Regions from separate parts of the Mus musculus genome. Here region 2 is linked to region 1. Evidence: chromatin contacts called from public promoter capture Hi-C data. All regions are on one chromosome and are shown on one strand. The core of a region is the stretch at or near the end of the contact, and the rest is flanking DNA. Distances in the headings are between cores, read along the strand shown.

The links. Promoter capture Hi-C pulls out the DNA fragments that hold promoters and counts their contacts.
Region 2: a contact with region 1 is called in a promoter capture Hi-C map of liver, with 2.8 times the contacts expected there.

The regions. Positions count from the first base shown.
Region 1 is chr19:6,838,023-6,844,969 of GRCm38.p6, reverse strand. It overlaps Rps6ka4 (ribosomal protein S6 kinase, polypeptide 4), which reads left to right and starts at 4,343. Exons shown (of 18, transcript NM_019924.2): 1 at 4,343-4,477; 2 at 4,565-4,636; 3 at 5,292-5,510; 4 at 5,603-5,718; 5 at 6,808-6,915. The coding sequence starts at 4,423. Ccdc88b (coiled-coil domain containing 88B) reads left to right here. Exons shown (of 27, transcript NM_001081291.1): 27 at 1-347.
Region 2 is chr19:7,379,421-7,386,367 of GRCm38.p6, reverse strand. It overlaps Spindoc (spindlin interactor and repressor of chromatin binding), which reads left to right and starts at 3,342. Exons shown (of 6, transcript NM_001033139.3): 1 at 3,342-3,696. The coding sequence starts at 3,567. 1700105P06Rik (RIKEN cDNA 1700105P06 gene) reads right to left here and starts at 3,365. Exons shown (of 1, transcript NR_045703.1): 1 at 2,807-3,365.

The sequences.
Region 1 (6,947 bases), core at 3,094-5,593:
CCCCAAGAAGACCCCTTGGACAAAGAGGCCTGGGCTCTCAGGTCCCCCACAGCCTATACTGGGGCTCTGAGAAGGAGCTGGGACGAGGCTGTGGACAGGGGAGATGATTGGTCCAAACCGGGAGCTCCTGGCCAGGGCTCTTGCTCTGAAGTACAGCCCTCACCAAGGAGACGATCCCTGGGAGACTCCCCAGCTGAAGACGGCTGGCAAGAGTGGGCAAGAAAACCCTCTGCCAGCTCTAGATGGGGAGCTAAGGCCCATTCCCTGGGGACAGGCCTGGGCTGATATCTGAGCATTGTCTGGGACACGAGGGAAAGAAGAATAAAGCTGAAACCCCTTGAATCTGGGTTCTGTGTCTGCTGGCTGCTTGTGGGAGACTGGAGGTGCTGGGGACGTCTATTGCTGTGGGCTTCTGTAGTCAGGGAGCCATGCCTGGATCAGGCAGCAAAAGGAATCATAGTGTGGCCATTTGGCCTTGTGAAAACCTGCATGAGCCCGCCAGGTAACCAGCCAATGGGGGCAGGGCCTGGGTAGGCATTTAACAGCGGATGAGACCTGGGGTCTGGGATATGAGAACAGTGAACTTAGTTGGCCTGACCCTGCCTCTCAGGGCACTTTTCTCTCTCCATGTTTTCCAACCTCCTCATCTTCCCCCACCCAACCGCTTTGGAGGAACCAAGGAACTGGAAACCCCTGGTCAGCTCCTCAGGGAGCTCACAGTCTGGTTTCTATAAGAGGTGGTATGGCACATCTCTGAGCTGGGTCACCAGGATGACAAAAGGGAACTGATACAGCTTTAGTTGTCAATTTGACACCTGGGAAGAGGAAAGCTAACAGAGAAATTGTCACCATCTGATTGGCATACGGGAGTGTCTACGGAGGCATTCTCTTGATTGATGTAGGATGGCTCAGTCCACTGTGATGCTATGTCCCTAGGCAGGTGATCCTGGGCTGTATAAAAAAGCTAGGAGAGACCCTGGAGGCATGGCTCAATAGTTGAGAGCACTCACTGCTCTTCTGCAAGGCCCACATTGGGAAGCTCACAGCTTTCTGTAACTCCAGCTCTAGGGAATGCCTCTGGCTTCCATGATCACCAGTTAAAAATAATAAAAATCTTGAAAGAAAGAAAGAAAGAAAGAAAGAAAGAAAGAAAGAAAGGAAGGAAGGAAGGAAGGAAAGGCAGCCGAGCACGGCAGAGGAAGCAAGGGAACAAGCAGCATCCCTCCACGGTCTCCACTCCATGGTCTCCACTCCAGTTCCTGCTGGGACAACTCTGGAATTTTGGTTTCTTTGAAAACCACAGAAATATTATGTGAATGTATTTTAGTTTTAATCCCAGGTGTGGGATATGGGGCAGAGAGTTCCTGAGACTGTGTTATGTGACTTTTGGAATTCTGGAGTTCTCAAAGGGTATATAAACAGACACTAGGGCCCTTGAGAGGCTACGTGGGTTGAGAGGCTACGTGGGTTGTTAAGTCGTGTGCACGAAGAAGAAACAAGAAGAAATTAGATAACCTGATGGTGAAGATTAAACTTGCACCAAGGAACTGGAAACCCCTAGTCAGCAGGAAGTCTAACAATAATGTCTCCCTCCTTTCTCACCTTGGCTTTCTTCAGGGATCTCTTTCCTTTCCCCTCTATCCTTTTTTCTCTCTTACCCTGTGTTAGGAAATTGAAAGGGTGGGAGAAAAGGGGTAGAGAAGAGTGGGAGAAAAACCCCACAAAGTAGCAAAAGACAGCTACAAGTTCCTACCTCTATGTTCTTGCCTTGGCTTGGCTTGGCTTGCCAGCTAAAACTTTTTTTCCCACAAGTTACTTTTTGCCAGAGTATTTTTTTTTAAATCACAGTCACAGAGAAGCAAACTAATATAGAAGTTGATGGACCATGTGGCTTGTATGCTGTCGAGTGCTCAGAGCTTAAGGAACTGTTGTGGGAACTTGGAGACCACAGTGAGAGCAGTGCAGACAATGGTGGCTTGGCTTGTGAAGTTTCAGAGTTTGTCAGGGTTATCCATATGATATATTTGAAATAAGAATCAGTAGAAGTGATCTGGGCTGTGGTGGTGCACACCTTTGATTCCAGCACCCAGGAGGCAGAGGCAGGTGAATCTCTGAGTCTGAGGCTAGTCTGGCCGATGGAGCAAATTCCAGGATAGCTGGGGCTACACAGAGAAATCCCGTCCCAAAAAAACAGGAGGAAAAAAAATCAGTGAAACCTTTGATTTACTGAGACAACAAATGTTTGTCAGCTAGGGCTGACTCAGCTACTACTAATAAGAAACCAGTGTCACTGAGGCAAAATCTTGTGGAGAATGTTTCTCAGGGTCACCACACAGAAGCTGTGGCCAAGTAGGGGCCAAGGCTGCATCTTAAGCTGTCAATCAAACTTGGCAAACAATGTGTAAGAGGCTTCCAAATGGTACTGGTTTCAAAGGCCTGGAAGGGTCATGGAGAACAGCTGAGGCTTGGTACCATGTAGCAAGGTCAGAGTCCCAGAAGGGGGCCAGGAGGTCTGTGGTGAAGGTCCAGTCTCAGTCGCAGTGGAGACCTCAGGATCTGGGAGATACCAGGAATGTGGGACAAATGCTAAGGACAGCAGCAGTTGTGGAAAGGAACTGACTCAAGCCTTCAAGACAAGCCATGTGTTCTGTGGATGGCAGGCTAGCAGAGCAGAGCAGCTTCAATGATTTGAGGCCAGAAGATAAATAAATAAAATAAAGAAATCTTAAAGTATGTCAGTATTTTAGACTTTACAGTAGCCCACATTTAAGAGACTAGATTTTATTTAAAAAGATAATAAAGACTATCCAGTTATTGGTTTTTTTGTTTGTTTGCTTTTTGTTTTTGTTTTGTTTTGTTTTTTTTTTGAGACAGGGTTTCTCTGTGTAGCCCTGGTTCTCCTGGAACTCACTCTGTAGACCAGGCTGGCCTCGAACTCAGAGGTCCACTTACCTCTGCCTTCTGAGTGCTGGGATTAAAGGTGTATGCTACCTTCTTAAAATATTGGGATGCTAGCATGAGACCTTAAGGACAAATAAGAAAGGAAAGGCTATGCTTTAACACAGACGAGCTGACGGGGTGAAATGTCATAGTTCTTTTGTCAAACTAGACACCTAGGTAGAGGGAACCTCACAGCTGAGAGACTGCTTCCAGCAGATTAGCCCATGGGCATATTTGTGGAGGCATTTTCTTGATTGCAAATTGATTATAGGAAGGCCTAAGTCACTGTGGGTGATACATCCCTAGCTAGATGGGCTTGGGTTATGTAATAAAGCTAGCTGAAAAAGTCAAGGGATGAAAGTCAGTAAGCAGTGCTCCTCATAAGCAGTGCTCCTCATCATAAGCAGTGCTCCTCCATGGTCTCTGCTTCAGTTCTGATCTCCAGGTTCCAGCCTTGAGTTTCTGCCTTGACTTCCCTCAGTTATGGACTGTAGCCTGCAAACCAAATAACTGCCCCTTCCCCAAGCTGCTTTAAGTCAGAACGTTTTATCACAGCAACAAAGAAGCAAACGAATACAGGGACAATTAGGCTGGGTGGCAGGATGTGAGTCAGGGCACCCGAGGCTGCCCCAGGGAGGGTGGGGCTCCCTGGGAAAGGTGGAGTGGGGTCCTTGTGCAATCAGCCCTGCAGGCTCCCTCTTTAATTCTTTTTGAAATTACATTTATTTTATATTATGCCATATGTTTGCATTGTATGTAGGTGCAGGCACTTAGATCTAAGGGCAGCTTGTGGAAGTCGGTTCTTTCTTTTTACCATGTGGGAGGGAACTAGGCATCCAACTCAGTTGGTCTCCTTTGGGGCAAAAGCAACTTTACCCATGTAAAGTGGCTTCCTGTTTCTGAAGTGTACTCTCAGGATGCCCATTGCCGGCCCAGCATCAAGAGCCTAGGGCTCCTGTGTCCAGGGAATATAAAGATCTCCAGTGTATTTGCTGAGCTTAACGAGTGTAACGAGTGGTCCTAAAGAAGGAAGTGGGCTGTGATTTGTGTCTGTTGGCTAAGAGGAGCAGAAGAGGCAAGGCTGCCACGTGGGAGGGAGGGCTCCATCAGCCTGGGTGGGCAGCCCTCCTCAAATCCTGGGACACAGACCTCTAGTGTCCTCCATATCCTGCTGGACAGACACCTGGCTAGGAGGCTTACTCCAGCTGCAGCCACATGTCACCCAAAGGCCCTGCACGGCTCTCACTGGTCCCGGGGCCAGGAGACCCTGCCACCGTCTGATGCTTCCCACCCGCAGCCCCGCTCCGTCACGTTCCAGCCGCCTGACTCAGGCCGCACGGGGCGGGCTGGGAGCCGGGAGGCGGTGCCGGCGCCCGCTCGGCCCCAGAGGCGGCACCAGGAAGCACCCGCCCCGGCCGGAGCCGCCATGTAACCGGCGCCGCCCGTAGCCCCAGCCGCGCGGGCCCCAGCGACCCGCCCGCCATGGGAGACGAGGATGAGGACGAGGGCTGCGCCGTGGAGCTGCAGATCACCGAAGGTGGGTGCCGGATCCCGAGGCGGCTCTCCCGGACGGGTGGCAAGAGTCAGCGACCCTCTGGGCTCACTCGCCCCCCTGTGTCCGCAGCCAACCTCACCGGGCATGAGGAGAAGGTGAGCGTGGAGAACTTCGCGCTGCTCAAGGTGCTGGGCACGGGAGGTGAGAAACCGCTTTCACTGGCATGGTGCTTTGGGCCTTCTGCCCGCCCACTCGCCTGGACCTGGGCCTGGGCCTGGTTGCTGGGGAGGTCCCCCCACCCTTTCCCGGCATAGCTCCCCTTGCCCGCCCCGCCCTACCGTACCAGGGTTCCGAGCCTACTTGCCGGGCGTCCACGTTGACAGGACTCTTCTCTGCAAAGTCCTATGCGTGCGTGCCCCCTGCCGCGATTTCCTAGCCTCTTTGGGGTTTTGACTCCCTCCCAAGAGCTTTGCACAGCTTCTCTCCCCATCTTCCCTTGCGAGCCCCACTCTTGTATTTTGCAAATTCCCCAGTCCGGGTTTGCACATCCCTCCGCTGACTGGGAGCGCGCCTCTGCCTCCGGTGCCAGCGTTTTCATCTTTTCTCAGCTCTCTTGATCATCCCAGGTTTGCACGTGCCCCGCCCCTTCCCCGCCCCGCAGGCCTTCTGGAGTTGCAAGCTCCCCAGGCTAGTTTGCACTGCAAATTGCTTTTCAGGCTTAACCGAGCACCCTCCAGGGAGGGCTCACCTTCTCCTTAGAAGGCTCTGTCAGCCTTTTGCACCCCCCTTCCCACCAGTCTGCACCGCCCTCGCACTTACAGCCCACCTTCCAACCGCTTGCTTGCTGCTCCCACAGCCTATGGGAAGGTGTTCCTGGTGCGGAAGACGGGTGGGCACGACGCGGGCAAGCTCTATGCCATGAAGGTGCTACGCAAGGCGGCGTTGGTGCAGCGCGCGAAGACACAGGAGCATACCCGCACCGAACGCTCGGTGCTGGAGCTGGTTCGCCAAGCACCCTTCCTGGTCACACTGCACTACGCCTTCCAGACGGATGCCAAGCTGCACCTCATCCTGGGTGAGGGCCTGTCACATCTCAGCTTTGGAGAGGGACGGGAGTTAGATTAGGCTACCTTGTAGGGAAACATTTCAACGTCTCCTCACTCCCAGACTACGTGAGCGGTGGTGAGATGTTCACTCACCTCTACCAGCGCCAGTACTTCAAGGAGGCTGAGGTTCGAGTGTATGGGGGCGAGATTGTGCTGGCCCTGGAACACCTGCACAAGGTAAGAGACGGCCCTGCCTTTTGGCTGCTCTCCTGGGACTGCCCTGAACCTAATGAGGGGCTTCCTGTTTCAGGGGTGGCCTGGGCGGGGACCTTGAAAGAACTGCTTGAGACAGCACTACCTGGAAGGGTCTTCTGCTCCAGAACCTTCTGGAAGGGGCTTTCCTCCAACAGGAACCTAGGCTAACCTTCATCGGACTTCCTTAAGTGGTGACCTCAGACCTCAGTTACCAAGACCTCTGAAATGGGGCTTTTTGTTCACACTCCTGGGCGCCTTGGGGCCTGTGCACAGGACTTCTCAATGCAGGGTACCTTTGGTGGCCCTTCTTGAGTCCCTTCTTACTTGCTTTTATTTTGTGCATGTGTGGTGTGTGTATGTGCATATGTGCCAGAGCACATGTGTGGGTCAGATTCTGTGACATTAACAATATCCTTCCACCTTTGCATGGGTTCTGAGATCCATCTCAGATTGCCGGCACTCTCTCTGCTGAGCCCTCTCGATGGTCCCCTGTTTAACTCTTCCTGTAGCCATCTCATGTAGCCCAAGCTGGCCTTCAGATCCCTGTGTAGTCAAGATGACCTTGAACTTCGAATCCTGCAGCCCTTGTCTCTTTGAGAGTTCAGGCTTGTTGATCACTCCTGGTTTCATGGGGTGCTGGGGACCCAGCCCAGGGCCCCATGCTAGGTGCTCTTCTAACCAGTCCCACCCAGCCTTGGTCCTTATTTTTTTCTCTTTGATCTCTTCCTTTTCCTCTTTGTTCGTTGTTTTGTTTTGAGGGTCTTGCTCAGTAACCCGGCTCTCCTGGTAATTGCTGGCTAACCTCGGCTAGCCTCAGCTGGCTGCCTTAGCCTCCTGGGCACTAGGAGGATAGGCATGAGTTTACATGCCTGGATCCAGTGGCTTTTCTTATCTAATAACTAGCTCTGCCCAGCTTTATCCTGCCCTGGAGTTCTCCCTGCAGGTGAAAGATCTTCAGGGCATCTCTTTATCCTACGTGGGGACCTACAGGGACCCGCAGGGACCCACAGGGCTGTGGCTGTGTAGTGTGTCTCTCAGGGTGGCACTCAACGTCCCATCTGCTCCTGACAGCTGGGTATCATCTACCGGGACCTGAAGCTGGAGAACGTCTTACTTGACTCAGAAGGTCACATCGTCCTTACAGACTTTGGGCTGAGCAAGGAGTTCCTGACGGAGGAGGTGAGTGAGTGGCGCTCCCAGCCAGGCCTTTG
Region 2 (6,947 bases), core at 2,093-4,592, 540 kb before region 1:
CTGCTTCTGAACAGGTTGCAGAGTTGGCTGTGCCGCTGGAAAAATTATGGGTGGAAATGGACACGATGGGGAGGCAGGAGCACAAGAAAAGGGAGAACAAAAGGCTTGGCCCTGGTGACTGAGCAAGACAGCAGGAGTTTCTTGCAGGAGGAAAGAGGAAAGGAAACTGTGCCAGAGAGGGAGGAGGGGTGGCCCTGGGATAGGAGATCACCACCATCAGCTTTCACAATAGTCATACAGCATATGCCTGTTAATGGTGTGGAACAAGGTTATGACAAGATAGGATGGTGTCTTGTAGAAATGATAGGTATAAGCCATGGTTTGGGGACTAGAGAAATGGCTCAGTGGTTAAGAGCACTGACTGCTCTGGCTCACAACCATCTGTAACGAGATCTGATGCCCTCTTCTGGTGTGTCTGTAGACAGCAACAGTACACTCACATACATAAACAAATAAATAAATAGATCTTTTTTTAAAGCCATGATTTCATAAGTGGTGCACTCGCCTTAAGTGAAACAAATTCTAAATAACTAGTTTACTCAAAATACAATTATTTTGTATTTTGAAAAGTCTGAACAAAACCCACAATCCCTGAGCTTCCCAAATTCAGGATTTAAAAATCCTACCAATCCTCACCTGGAAATATCTAACTAGAAAGCTCTGCCCAGTAAGAACCTGTGTCAGTTCCTTGCTGTTCACTCCCAGTAGCAGAGGCAGCCACCCCTGGGCCCTCCACACCCTTGATCCTCCCAATAAATCTCTTATTATGGAATTTGCTACCTGTTGTGACTCATAGAAAGAAGCCAAGAAGCAATGAGAAGTGAAATGGAACAGGACTGAGGCTCCTTAGCTTAGCTGGGGATTCCCTCCTCTGGGAGCTGCTGTGAGGTTCCTGGGCTTCCCTGTTCTTGGGCTTTTGAGTCCCAGGATGCCTTTCTATTTGAGCAAGAAGGCCAACAGAGGAGAGAAAAGGATATCAAGGAAAGGAAAGAGACCCTGAATAAAGTGGGAGGTTAGAAAGGGATGATGCTATCATTAGACTACTTCCTGCTGATTAGGGGTGTCAGGTTCCTTGGGGCAAGTTTGATCTTTGCCACCGGGATATCTAATTTCTCGTTTCTTCTTTGTGTGGGACTACTTAAACTGACCAAAAACCAACTGACAACTCCCCAACTATACACCACCTCCTCCACCACTATCACCACAAATTCCACCCTACCATTTATATACCCTCTCAGAAATCCTCAGAATTCCAAATGTCACATAAATGCAGAAACTATTTGCAGCTGACAAAATCACACCCCTGCTAGAGCATGAGGCAAACCATAGTCAGCTGCTGTGGACAAATCGAAGCAGCCCCATATCCCACACCTGGGATTAAAATTATATATATATATATATGAGAGAGATTCTCTGTGTAGTCCTGGCTGTCCTGGAACTCATTCTGTAGACCAGGCTGGCCTTGAACTCAGAAATCTGCCTGCCTCTGCCTCCCTAGTGCTGGGATCAAAGGCGTGGGCCACCACTGCCTGGAGTATTCTTATATTTTTGTGTTTTATTTTCCCAAAGAAACTAAAATTCCAAAATTGTCACTTACACTCGTGATGGCCAAAGAACTAGTCTATTAAGTATATGGTAGAGGGCTAGTGACAAACCAGTGTACAATCCCCAGAGCCCACACAAAGACGAGAACCAGCTCCCCGAAGCTGTTGCTCTAGCCTTCAGACAAGTACTCTGGTGCACAACCCATAAGAAAACAAATATATATAATTAAATAAGAATCTGGTGCAATACTAGGGCTACCCATCGCTTTGGAATCAAACAAGAAATAGGAACCACAGGGTGACCCAAGTGACAGGGTGACAGAAGGGCTGGAAGCCCAACAGGGAAGTGACACAAACCAAGGACTCACAAAGACACTGGAGACACAGCCTCACCTGCTCAGGAGGAGTTAGAACTCAGGAGGGACAGAGGGAGGGAAATAACAGGCTTTTCTTTTTCTTGCCTTTCAGGCCTTAGTCACAATCTCCCGGAAGCTTGAGTCCTGTAGCCAGCCCACTGCAAAAACAGAACAGACTACCTACCCAGAGGCATTGGGCAAAAAGCAAAGAACAGCCTTTAGGTAAGAACTATCCAGGCCTAGGAAATTGCTTGATTTGGAGTATCTTTTTAGTACTGGGTACATTTCAAAGTAATAGAAATTTCCTCAGTTCTTTCTATTGTGGCTGCTGTATGTGGTGTCAGCTCAGACCTTTAATCCTTGTGCCAGGGGAATGGAGGGAGGAGGAAAAGGTTTGGGGCAAGCAGGGTTACACAGATTCCAGGTCAGACTGACATGAAAGTGAGTCCTTATCTCAACAAAATAAAAGCTGGTTATGCAGTGGATGGGGGGGGGGTGGGTATGCCCAGGGCGCGCGCGCACACACAAACACACACACACACACACACACACACACACACACACACACACACAATATACGGTAAGTGAACTGTTTCTCTTCTGTCCCCTAGCCTCCTACATCATCCACAATTACTGTTTCTGGGCTGATAATTACTGTTGGTAGCACTTAAAATCAGAATTTTGAGTGCCAGACATTTTTGCCGTTTCTCAGCTGAAATCTAGCGTGTCTGGTGTGTGTATGTGTGTGGGGAGGGGATGTTATGCAGAAGTGTAAGTGCCCATTGTGACAGTCTTCACTCAGGCACGAATGCCAGGCAGCAGCGCCATAGCAACCGGATCCCGGTCTTGGAGGCTCTCAGGGGATTTGCTGTGTCCTGGGAAAAGGCCACACTCTCTGGACTCACGTTTTTTGTTTTGTTTTGTTTTTAACGTAAATTATATCCATCGGAAGCGGTTTACACACGCCCACACGCCACTCTTGTCCTCTTCATCTTCTAGAATCTTTGTTTAGGAGGATCCAAAGTGATTTTTCTTTCCCTAAAGCGTATGTGCTAGTAGAAAGGAACGAGGCCCAAAGAAATTAGAAGAGATGTCTCCACACTTCTGAGCCTATGTATCCTTCACACATCCCCACCGGTCTTTTCTCGTCTGTGTTGCCTCCCAGGCAGGCAGCTAGTCAGGGGAAAGCCAAGAAGTAAGATGCCGAGCAGCCCTTTCCTCCAGCCATTGGTGGGGATGCCCTACCGGGTCTCCAAGGCTGCCGGCGCCGCTCCCAGGAAAACTCCAGGCTTCGCCGCCGAGCAAACCGGCCAGAGACAAACGCGCTGCACAGGGTTCTGGCCCAGACCTGTGGCTGGGGCGGGGCTAGGGGGCGTGTCCTCACGTGATTGGCCAGCCTGGTCTGGAGGCGGGACTGCCGGACGGACGCTGACAATGAGCCTCCATAAAAGGGAGCGGCGGGGTTGGGGGCCCCGGATCGAACCCTCCCCGCCCGGGGTCGTGACGCGTTGAAGCCCGTGGCTGGCGGGGCGGCCGGGCGAGCGGCGGGTGAGCTAGGCGAGCCGCGGGCCCGGGGTGGTCCGGGGCAGGAGGCGGCCGCCACAGGCGGTGCGCCGAGGTCTGTGCGAACGTCCTCGGCTATCCGGTCGCCCTTCTTCGCCTCGCCATGGCCCTGAAAGCCAAGGGCGCCGCGGCTCTGGATTGCTTCGAGGTGACGCTCAAGTGTGAGGAAGGGGATGATGACGACGAGGCCGTGGTGGTGGCCGTGATCCCGCGGCCCGAGCCGATGCTCCGAGGTGAGGGGGGGGACACCTCACTTCCGCTTGGTGGTCCGGGACTAGATCTCCAGGTCCCGGTCCCCGGTTCCCGGTCCCCAGGCGCTTCCCTGGGCCGGCATCTGCAGCCCCAGAGGGCCCTTCCCTGTCCGGTCCGCGGCTACGGCGCCCTCGCTCCTCCCCCACCGGGTTTGGAATCCCAGGCCTCTCGGAGCCCCCCTTCCTCCGCCGCCCCTCCCCCGCTCAGGGTCTAGAGACTTCCATCCACACCGAAGGAGCGGTTCAGGTCTTCCGGTTCCCTGCGCCCCCTCGGGCCCAGAGTAGAGGCCGGATTCCCAGTACAGTGGTTTGTGCCCGGCTGTTGTCTCCCGGTTCCGGTCTGTTTCTTAGGCCGAGGGGCGACCAGGCCTCTAGGCCCCAGGCTAGTCCCCCGTAGTGATAACGGAGGTGAAGGCTGGCGCGGCTGGCGACCTCCAGAGAGGGGAAATAACCCAGTAAGTAGAAGCCTCCACCCGTCCTCAATCCTCTAGGCCTTCTGTTTCAGGAGCCACAGGTGTCAAGTCTAAAACCCGGCATTTGAATGGAATTGCTAGTAGCACCCCGTTTGAGAAAAGCGGGACTTGCTTGGGGGTGGGTAACAAGCCATGTCATCTACATGGAGATTAGTCACCAAAGGAGGTGTTTGAGGGACAATCTGGGAATACATTGCTCTCCCTTCCCGTCCTCCTTCCCCAGCCTCTCTGGTCCAAAGGAGAAAACAAAGAGCTACCTTTGTGGAAGATAATTAGTCATGAAAAATGCAAATATTTCCTTAGGGTGGAATACCTGTTTCCCTTAAGCATGACAGTACCCAGAATAGATTGAGAACCAAATTGGTCATTGTGTTTCTTTAACTCATTTTTGGAGATGGGAGGGAAGGTTAGGAAATTGGGGGGTGGGGCACATTCCTCTCACTGTTTGGTGCATCACACAGGTTATTTTTTACTTGTGCTGGTTTATAGAGTGCTTAACCAAGATGGCTTCATCACTGTGAGAGGGAAGTAGACATCTACAGAGGTTCATTCTTCAGCTTTAGTGGGCAGCTATATGCCAAGCATATAGCTTCAGGCAGAGCTGAGAATGGTAAACAGTAGGGACCAGGGTAAGTGAAACCCTGCTCTTAAGTGTGCATCCAGTGGTAGCCAGCAGGTAAATATCGAATAGTATGTTAGGTGGCAGTGAGTTCTCTTTGTTGTGTGTGTCTGTGCCTGTGTCTGTTTGTCAGTTGCGTCAAGTATGAAGAGATCTGGGCAACTCTTGGGAGTCAGTTCTCACAGCACTGTGGCATTGAATTTGGTTCATCAGGGTTGGCAGTAAGAGCTCTTACTAGCCCAGTCTTCTCCCTGCCCAGTAATCAGTTCGTTTAGAGACTACAGAATGGGGATAAAGAGAAATGAGAGGCTAGTTAGAATTTGTTTCTCTTGTTAGGAAAAGTATCTCTAGTAAGAATGAAAGAGAGCTTAGAAGACCAAGTGGAAAGATTTTAGAAGCCTCTTGGCTTAGCTCAAGGTTCTAAGAACATCTAGAGTATGAGAAAGTGGATGAGTTCAAAGTATTATTCTTTGGGCTCAGCACAGTGGTGCACATCTTTAATTCTGTCACTCAGGAGGCAGAGGCAGGCAGACTTGGGAGTTTCAGGTCATCCTAGTCTATATAGTTGCAGGCCAACCAGAGCTATAGTGAGATAGTTTTGGTTTGGTTTGGTTTGGTTTGGTTTGGTACAGAGACAGGGTTTCTCTGTATAGTCCTGGCTGTCCTGGAACTCACTCTGTAGACCAGGCTGGCCTCGAACTCAGAAATCTGCCTGCCTCTGCCTCCCAAGTGCTAGGACTAAAGGCGTGTGCCACCACCCCCGGATGAGATAATGTTTTCTAAAAGAAAAAATAAGGTGTTGGTTTTTTTGTTTTGTTTTGTTTTGTTTTTGTCTTAGTTACTTTTCTATTGTGACAAACACCATGACCAATGCAAAGTATAAACAAAAGGTGTTTATGGGACTTCCTGGCATACACCTTTAAATCTTAACATTTGAGGCCCAGGGACAGCCAGGGTTACATAGGAAAACCCAGTCTCAAAACACCAAAACTATAGTTTTGGGTTTTTTTAAAGTTGAGTGTTTAGGGTTAGAGTCCATGACCATCATAACTAAAAGCATGACAGCAGGCAGGCATAGTTCTGGGGCAATAGCTGAGAGCTTAACCTGTTCCACAAGCACAAGGCAGAGAGAGAACAGGCGGTAACTGGGGGAGGCAGAGAGAAAGAGCATATGTACTAACTGGGAATGGCATTCGGCATTTAAAAGCTCAAAGCCTAGAGATCCACCACCTCTTACAAACCACACCTTCTAATTCTCAAACAGTTCCACTATCCATGGACCAAGCATTCATGAGTATGAGTCTTTTGGAGGCCATTGTCACTCAAACTACCAGTCTTGTTACTTGAAAGTGGAAGGATTATCTCCCAGTTTACTGAGACTGCTGCGGTGTAGATTGGGAATAGGCTTTGAATATTGTTAAATTCAACGTCTCTTATAGGCTCTAGGATCATGATTAGGTAGGTAGTTGGATATCGACATCTAGAATTCTCTTGGGTGTCTTGCCTGGGTATAAATATGAGTTGCCAGGCCTGATATGCTTATCAGGCTTGTAATTTGAGTTACTCAGGAGTCTGATGCAGGAGGATCACAAATTCTCAGCCAGCCTGGATAGTAGATCTTGTCTCAGAGTAAAAAAGATAGCTAGAAATAGAGTTCATTGGTGAATACTCAGCTAGCTACCAAGTACAAGTCTATGGCCCTTCAGTCAGTCCCACTACTGCTGAAGGAAAGTATGGGAGTTGTCAGAAGGCAGCAGGTGAGAATTACCCAAAGGAGGAGGCCAAAGGGATCAAAGAGCTGAGGTCAGTCCCTTGTCATTGATGTCTAGTGCTGTTAGTGCTTGAGATTTAGACACAAACAGACATCTGTTGAGGGCCTATACTGTGCTGTGGAGGAAATATGGCACAGAGGGGGATGAGATGGTCAGCTTCTGTGGGGAGTTGAGGAAATAGTCGTCAGTGTGATTTTCCGAAGGGAAGGGGAAAGACCCAGGTAGGTGACAAGAGGAGGAACAGAAAGAGAACCAAAGGCATGTAGTTTCCTGAATGCTTTTGAGTAGCAGAAGTCAAGATTAAAAGTACTGTGAGGAAGAAGTGCTGGCTGGGCTGGTTGACCTTCATGAACCCTGGTTTAGGAGAAT